2 separate regions of the Sus scrofa genome follow, and region 2 is linked to region 1. The links are chromatin contacts, called in public Hi-C maps. All regions are on one chromosome and are shown on one strand. Each heading gives the region's core, a stretch centred on a gene start, on an enhancer-like site or on the middle of the called end of the contact. The rest is flanking DNA. Distances are from core to core; before and after follow the strand shown. Region 1 holds the start of WRN (Werner syndrome ATP-dependent helicase). Region 2 holds the start of TEX15 (testis-expressed protein 15).

The links. Hi-C and Micro-C count contacts between places; a contact is called where the count stands out from the background.
Region 2: a Hi-C map of epiblast stem cells shows a contact between it and region 1, with 1.6 times the contacts expected there. The contact joins the promoter of TEX15 here to the promoter of WRN in region 1. A contact is called at or near these places in 1 of 5 promoter capture datasets (fetal liver) and 4 of 47 Hi-C or Micro-C datasets (embryonic fibroblasts, epiblast stem cells, liver and 1 more).

What each region holds. Positions count from the first base shown.
Region 1 is chr15:54,093,383-54,097,374 of Sscrofa11.1, forward strand. It overlaps WRN (Werner syndrome ATP-dependent helicase), which reads right to left and starts at 1,291. Exons shown (of 35, transcript XM_021075787.1): 1 at 984-1,291. PURG (purine-rich element-binding protein gamma) reads left to right here and starts at 1,659. Exons shown (of 3, transcript XM_003359494.4): 1 at 1,659-1,814; 2 at 2,112-2,987. The coding sequence starts at 2,118.
Region 2 is chr15:54,207,825-54,211,389 of Sscrofa11.1, forward strand. TEX15 (testis-expressed protein 15) reads left to right here and starts at 2,315. Exons shown (of 14, transcript XM_005671810.3): 1 at 2,315-2,493.

The DNA of each region.
Region 1 (3,992 bases), core at 41-2,540:
ATGTTACGGCAGCTACCCAGCAGCCCTGCGCTGCAGCGTATCAGCTCTGGAGACAGCCCTGTGGCTGTAGCCTACTAGCTCCAGCAGCTCTGGCTGCAGTGGATCAGCTCTTTTACCCGGCAAGAAACCAAGCGAGCACTCGGAGAGTTGGAGAACTCAGGTTTATTACGCCGGCCGGCTCGGAGGAGATCGATCTCCAGTGTCTGAGCCCGGAAGAAGGGTTTCACAAGGCTTTTATGGGCTACTTCTTCCAGGTCCATCCTTGGCTAGTTGGACCGGAGTGACGTCAGGCAGGTAGTGGATGTGGAAACAAATTGACAGAAGCAGATGTGTGGGGAGGGGTGGTTGGGGCAGTTGGATGGACTTTGCTTAGTCATCATGGCCAGAGTCTCTCCTTTCTACATTTTTATTGGGACAGTTTCTCCTACACGCTAACTTAAAGACTACTAAATTAGCATCCTAAGGATTTTAATATTCCCTTCCATGGGGAGAATTTTTACATATTCAAACATACCCAGAAATCAACTCAAATTCAACCAGGAGAAAGAAAAAAAAAAAAACCCAAACCATTAAAGATTGAATACTTTGAACTCGAAAACTCCAAAATAGTTTGTTACATTAGACAAAATGGGTTATTTCCCTGGACTATGTTGTGTAAACATGGAGTGGCTGAATTTCTGCAGCAGTGAAGACCATATAGTTAGAACAGGCTCCTAAACGCACGCAACAGGTAACCAATCAGCTGCACAAGCTAAAGCGAGAGGAGCGTGGAAGCACACTTTTGCTCACAGCAGCTCAAAGAAGGCCTGCGGGAGGACGAGGTTCTTTACCGCTAAGCTCGAAAGGTGGAAAGGGGAAGGAGGGATCTCCTACACACAGCCCAGAGGCCTGCTCTGCCGGACTGAGCACCTCCAGTGTAGGAGAAGGCTAGAACGATACCCCAGGGTCTGGAGCTGGAAGTAGGAAGAGGGAGGACACGTTACCCTGAGAAGAGCCAGTTCAACAGGATTTCCCTTCAGCTGGATGACTTGAGCAGCGCCCCAACACTGGGGCCTGGAACCCAGGAATCCAGGATAGTCATCAATTGAACAGACTTTGTTCCCGCGCTGAGGAGCACACGCCTGAGCGTCAAGGCGCACAGAGTACACGTCACTTCTGGGACATAGATCTTCCCCAAACCTTTCTCCAGGGTCCGCCCCGCCCCCAGTCCTCCTCTCCGGAGGCGCTGTGCTACAACCCCGCCCACCACAGCCCAGATGGCTACGCGGCGCACATGCGCAGAGGACTCGACGCTGCTGTGCACTTCGGGGAGTGTAGTCTCCGCGCAGGTGCCGGTGGGCCGCCAGAGTACCAGTTCCCAGCGGAACCTGAAGAAGTCAGAACTCTCTCGCCGCCCCGGTCCTTATTCCCATCTTCATACCTGTCCAGTCACCTCGCGCTGGGCTTCAGTCAGGGCGCGCCCCAAGGGAAAGCGTGAGACCCAGTCTTCCCTTCAGCCGGCTGTGCTGGAGAGGCGGGGTCCACTGCCCGCCTCCCACCGCCCCCCTCCCCGCCCTCCTTACCCTCCCCGGCGGGCGTCGGGCCGGAGCCCGAAGAGAGGCGGCGGCCCCCGCGGCGGCCCCCGCAGCGGCCGCAGGAGGGGCGGCGGCGGCGGGCGCCGCAGGCGATGCCCCTGCCTGGCTGCTCCGGCGGGGGGCGGTGCGAGCGGCGGCGGGGGAGCAGGCAGGGGGCGGCGGCTGCTACAGAGGGGCCGAGAGCTGGCGGCGGCGGTCGTGAAGGGCATCGGCGGCGGCGGCGGTGATGGCAGTGCTGATGTGAGTGTCTGCTGGCTGGGGACCCGGGGCTGCTGAGCCCGAGGCGAGCGGGAGCGGGAGGCCAGGGGCCGCGGAGGGATGTTGTGTGCCCGGTGCGGAGCCGGGAGACTCCGCCCGCCGCCACCGTTCGTCCGGTAGAGGCGGGAGCCCGGCGCTGCGGCGGCCGGCACAGTGCAAAGCGCGGCCCGGTGTGGGGGTCCCGGGCGGAGGCTGGGGCAGCCCAGGCCGAGGGGCGTCTGCGATTGTTCTCAACACCCCTCCCCCACCCCACCCCGTGTGTCTGTTTGTCACTTGCAGCTGAAGATGGAAAGAGCCAGGCGAAGGGGAGGCGGCGGCGGCGGCGGCCGTGGCCGCGGCGGCAAGAATGTAGGGGGCTCTGGCCTAAGCAAGAGTAGACTCTATCCCCAGGCCCAGCACCCCCACTACCCCCACTACGCGGCTTCAGCCACCCCTAGTCAGGCTGGGGGCGCCGCCGAAATCCAGGAGCTGGCCTCTAAACGAGTGGACATCCAGAAAAAAAGGTTTTACCTAGACGTGAAGCAAAGCTCCCGGGGCCGGTTCCTAAAGATAGCCGAAGTCTGGATAGGGAGAGGCCGGCAAGACAATATCAGAAAGAGTAAACTGACCCTCTCCCTGTCTGTGGCAGCGGAGCTGAAGGACTGCCTAGGGGACTTCATCGAGCACTATGCCCACCTGGGCCTGAAAGGCCACCGACAAGAGCATGGTCACGGCAAAGAGCAAAGCTCCAGGAGGAGACAGAAGCACTCAGCACCCTCCCCACCAGTCTCTGTAGGGTCCGAAGAGCATCCTCACAGTGTCCTCAAGACAGACTACATAGAGAGGGACAATAGGAAATATTATCTAGACCTAAAGGAAAATCAGAGGGGTCGCTTCCTAAGGATTAGACAAACCATGATGCGGGGCACTGGCATGATAGGTTATTTTGGCCACACTTTGGGCCAAGAACAGACTATTGTCCTCCCAGCACAAGGGATGATTGAGTTTCGAGATGCCTTGGTTCAGCTCATTGAAGACTATGGCGAAGGGGACATAGAAGACCGCAGAGGTGGAGACGATGACCCAGTGGAACTCCCAGAGGGGACTTCTTTCAGAGTGGACAATAAAAGGTTCTACTTTGATGTGGGCTCTAATAAATATGGAATTTTCCTGAAGGTAAGTGAGGTGAGGCCACCTTACCGTAATACTATTACTGTTCCATTCAAAGCTTGGACAAGGTTTGGGGAGAATTTTATCAAGTATGAAGAAGAGATGAGGAAAATTTGCAACAGCCATAAAGAAAAGAGGATGGATGGCAGAAGGGCCAGTGGTGAAGAACAAGAATGCCTCGACTAGAATGAAATTGAACTCCATCAGGCAAAAATTATAATCCTAAATTGGCTAAAAGTACTGATCCATACTCATTCGAAGAAGTTTTTCCTCTTTTTTGGCCCTTTGTTATTAGTAATACCTCTAGTAGTTTATACTTCAAGGAGTCTGATTCTCACGTTATGTTATCCATAGAACGCTATTATTCTTATGAGAATTCCATCCTTCCCAGAGCTAAATAGTTTAGCTGCTTCAGCTGCTCCAGACTATTGAAGTATGCAAATCAGCACAAAGTGTGACATTCTGACCTTTTAAATACATGACTAAAATTTACATTGCACTATGACATAAACCTGAAAAAAGATACATATAGGTAATACAAAAGTGTGAATTTCTGTTTAACAGGTTCTCCCCGCCCCCAAAAAAGTATTACATTCCTACTTCATTAAAAGCTGCTAGGCTTACCTGTAGGACAGTTACCACAGAAACAGAAATTGACTTCTATCATAAATATATTTATTTATAAAAGTACAAGTAGAAATGTCTTAATTGTCCATTGGACAACCAAATATTAAACAATACCATTAAGAAATCAAATCTTAGAATTACTATAGTAATCCATAATTTCAAATTTTGTGGTAACACTACAGTTTATAATTGCCATATCAACACCATGAGAGAATTTTCATTGGCTATTCTAAGCTAGTTACAATCCCATCTTCACGTCTGATGATTGTACCATATACTATTATTGACTTTCCAAAGTTTCAGGAATTACTTTTATGTCACTGTTGTGTGGGAGGCTTCATCCTATGGCTCTGCTATGGAAATGTGATGTTTTAGCTTTTCATG
Region 2 (3,565 bases), core at 1,065-3,564, 120 kb after region 1:
CACTATTATTTAGTTAACCAAAGTATCTGTACCTGCCAAAACTCTAGAGGACAACAAAATAAAATGTAGTCCATGTATCAAAATATGTAAATCAAACAAATAATAACAAAAAATGCAGGAAAATTAATATTTTTTAAAGATGATTAAATCAGTCATAAAGATTTTGTATCCCTTTTTAAAAAGAAATTGACAAGGAATAAAATCTAATTATAGTTTATTTTAAAAAGGTGAACTAAATAACACAGAAAAGTAAAATAAATAATATATAAATGTAAACAGAAACGAGGTAGCAATAATAATACCAGTTAAAGTAGAACTTGAGGAAACAAATATATCAGATTTTGTCTTGTTTTGAGAAAAGATCCAATATGCACAAAATATCATCTACATAAAGCTTTACATACTAAATAATATAGCTCTACACATATGAAGAAAAATGGCCACAAATTCAAGGAGAAATTGATAGAAGCACATTTCTCTGAGTGCATATTTCTCTGATTTCTTGGAGAAATCAAAAGGCAAAAACATTAAGTTGATTTTAAAAAAGTAAAGATTTCAGGAGTTCCCATCATGGCTCAGTGGAAACTAATCTGACTAGTATCTATGAGGATGCAAGTTCAATCCCTGGCATCCCTCAGTGGGTTAAGGATCTGGCGTTGCTGTGCTGTGGTGTAGGCTGGCAGCTATAGCTCCGATTCGGCCCCTAGTCTGGGAACCTCCCTAAAAAGACCAAAAAAAAAGTAAAGATTTTAATGTTCTGAATAATGTGATTTAATGACATACATAATATGTGTATGTTAAACTTTATACACTACAGAAAATAGCAATGGGAACTTTATTAACACATTTTAGACTACCAAAAAAATGAATTCCCAAAAGCAAAATTGCACAGATCACATTTTCTGACTGTGCTGTTATTAAACTGGGAAATAAGAGTAAACAACTTCTAAATTGCTTAGGAATTATAAAGCCTGTTCCAAAATAACTGTTGACGTAAGAAATTAAAAATATAAATGCAAATTAATTTTGAAAATAATAATGAAAACATTAGATATAAAAACTCATAGGATGAGGCCAATGTATGGCCTCAGAGGCAGATTCATAGTCTTAAAAAGGTTTTCTTAATATGAAAAAAAATGAAAATAAACTAACCAACCCAAGAAGAATAATAGAATATAAACCTAAGAAAATTATAAGCTATAAAACAAAAATTAATTCTTAGGTAATAAAAATGGTAGATTATTTTTTTCTTCAGAACTTGAAATTCTTCAGATTTCAAAAAGGAAACAAAAATGGGAATAGAGGAACCAGAAACTAAAGTTGTAGATTTGATATAGTTACGTTTTTCACAAGATCATTATTTTTTTCAGTTTCAGTATGGCATTTTACCTTTGTCTCCTTCCTCTTTTTTTTTTTTTTTTTTTTTCCACACTTCTGGCATGTGGAAGTTTCCAGGCCAGGGATGGAAACTGAGCTGCAATTGCAATGTGTGCCACAGCTGCAGCAATGCTGGATCCCTAACCCACTGTGCCACAAGAGAAATTCCTACCTTTGTCCTTCCTATTTACTATTATAAACATCTATTTCCCCCCTACTGATTACAAACGTTCATTGTATGAAACTCTGAAGTTAAAGAAAAGCATAATGAAGAAAGTAAAAAATCACCTGTAATCCTGTAACTCTTTCTTAGAAATCACATTTTGCTTTTCTGTATTCTTTAACTATGTAAGCATGCATCCCTAAATATCTTTGGTTTTACTTGTTTTCGAACTGCATATAAATAGAAATTCTCAATATATATTCTTTTTTGCCTGACTCTGTTCCTTCCACATTGTGAAATTGATCTGCGTTGTTGCTGCGTGTAAGTGTAGTTCTGTTTTCACTGTTGTTAAATAAACCAGTAGGTGAATATACTATAATTCCTGTTGATGGATATTTGGATTATTTCCAGTACTATGATGAGTGTATAGCTATAAAGGCTAATATGGCTGCTATGAATAGTGTTGGTACGAAATTCTTACACTTGTCTCTTGGGTGTAAATTCCTAGGAGTACAATTGCTGGCTACCCTAATTCTTAAGTTTAAAATTTTGGAGGAATCAGGTCAATAAAGGAGAAAATGAGAAACAGATCAATTTATTTAGTCATTCGAGGCCTACTATGAGCAAATGGAGTATGCGCTGAATACACTTTTCATATTGCGACGCTGAACCCGGGTATTCATTTCCGCTTAAAACCCCCTCCCCAAACTCCCCCCCTTACCCTTCCCCAATGCCCCTCAGGTTGCCCCCTGCAGGGCCTCTGGCTCCGCCCACTGCGCAGGCGCAGTTGCGACTTCTTCCTGCACAGCCGCCTCCGCTTGCGCACGTGCTTGAGCAGCGCCGCCTTCCTGGGCAGACGTTCCCGAAGTTTCTGCAGGTGCAGGTGAAGAAGTTCTGTTTCGCCTAGAAAATTTAGGTTCTGAATATTGGACGAGCGAAAAAGAATACTCAAGGTTTGTGGGGAAAGTGGCGGGTGTGGCCAGTCGATATAGAAGCTAGCGAGGTTACAGGTTGAATTTAAAGGGGGAATGTTAATTATCATAAAGTTCAGGAATTCTTAATTTGGACTCAAATATAAGGCCTCCGAGGGGCGTGGAAAGTGAAATTTTACTTCTGAAAAAGTGAGAATTTAGGCGAAAATTAAATTTTAGCTTTCCTCAGATGAGCTTGTTCCCACGCACGCTCAACCTCAGGCCCGGCTCCTAGAGTCACTGAGGAACCGCGAGCCTCCGTTAACAGCTGAGGACGCTGAGACACCGGGAGGGAAAGCACCACAGGTTGGGCGTCTCGCCCCGGTTCATCCCCTGGATCCTCAGCTCCCAGTCGCCCGAAAGCAGAAGGGAGCGCACGGAACCGTCGCTTCCGCGGTAGGGAGCCTCGGGTGTCCAGTGTTCCATTCGCGTTCCTTCCGGGCGGGGGCTGCTGAGGGGCGGCTGTCTGGGGGCGGGGCCTGGGCCGCTCATGAGGGGCGTGGCTTCCACGGGTACCGCCCACCCGGGGCAGCGGTTTGGGCTCACTAGTGACCCGCCGCTTCGAAGCGCAGATCCTGGCCACACCGACCGAGTGACGGCTGATTTCGCGGCGCCATGAGGCGCTAAGCCCTCCGCCCCCCGGGGCGTCCGCGCGGCGCATCGCCACCAAGCAGAACCCGCGCTTGGATGATGCCCGCCGGCCCTGGCCGACCGCTGTCTCGCTGCAGGAGCGGGTGGACATGGGAGCGCTCGAGTAGGCAGGGCGGCTCGGGAGTGGGGCGTAGGGGGTGTTCGGGCTCCGATGAGGGGTTAGCATCCCCCGGCGGGCGGGCGGGCGGACCTAACGCGCCTGGGAATGCGGCCGCCGCGTGTCCCGGGTGCTTTGGCAGTTGTAAGGGCTGAATGGAGGGTTTGCGAGACTGCTTCGCCTTGGTGCTTCCAGATTCAACTCTTCGCACATCGTGAAACTTTTCGGGTCCCACGGTGGTGTGGGTGCAGAAAGTGTCCTGGCTGTCAGGTAGTTTAATATGCGCCACTTCCTAAGCCCACGCCT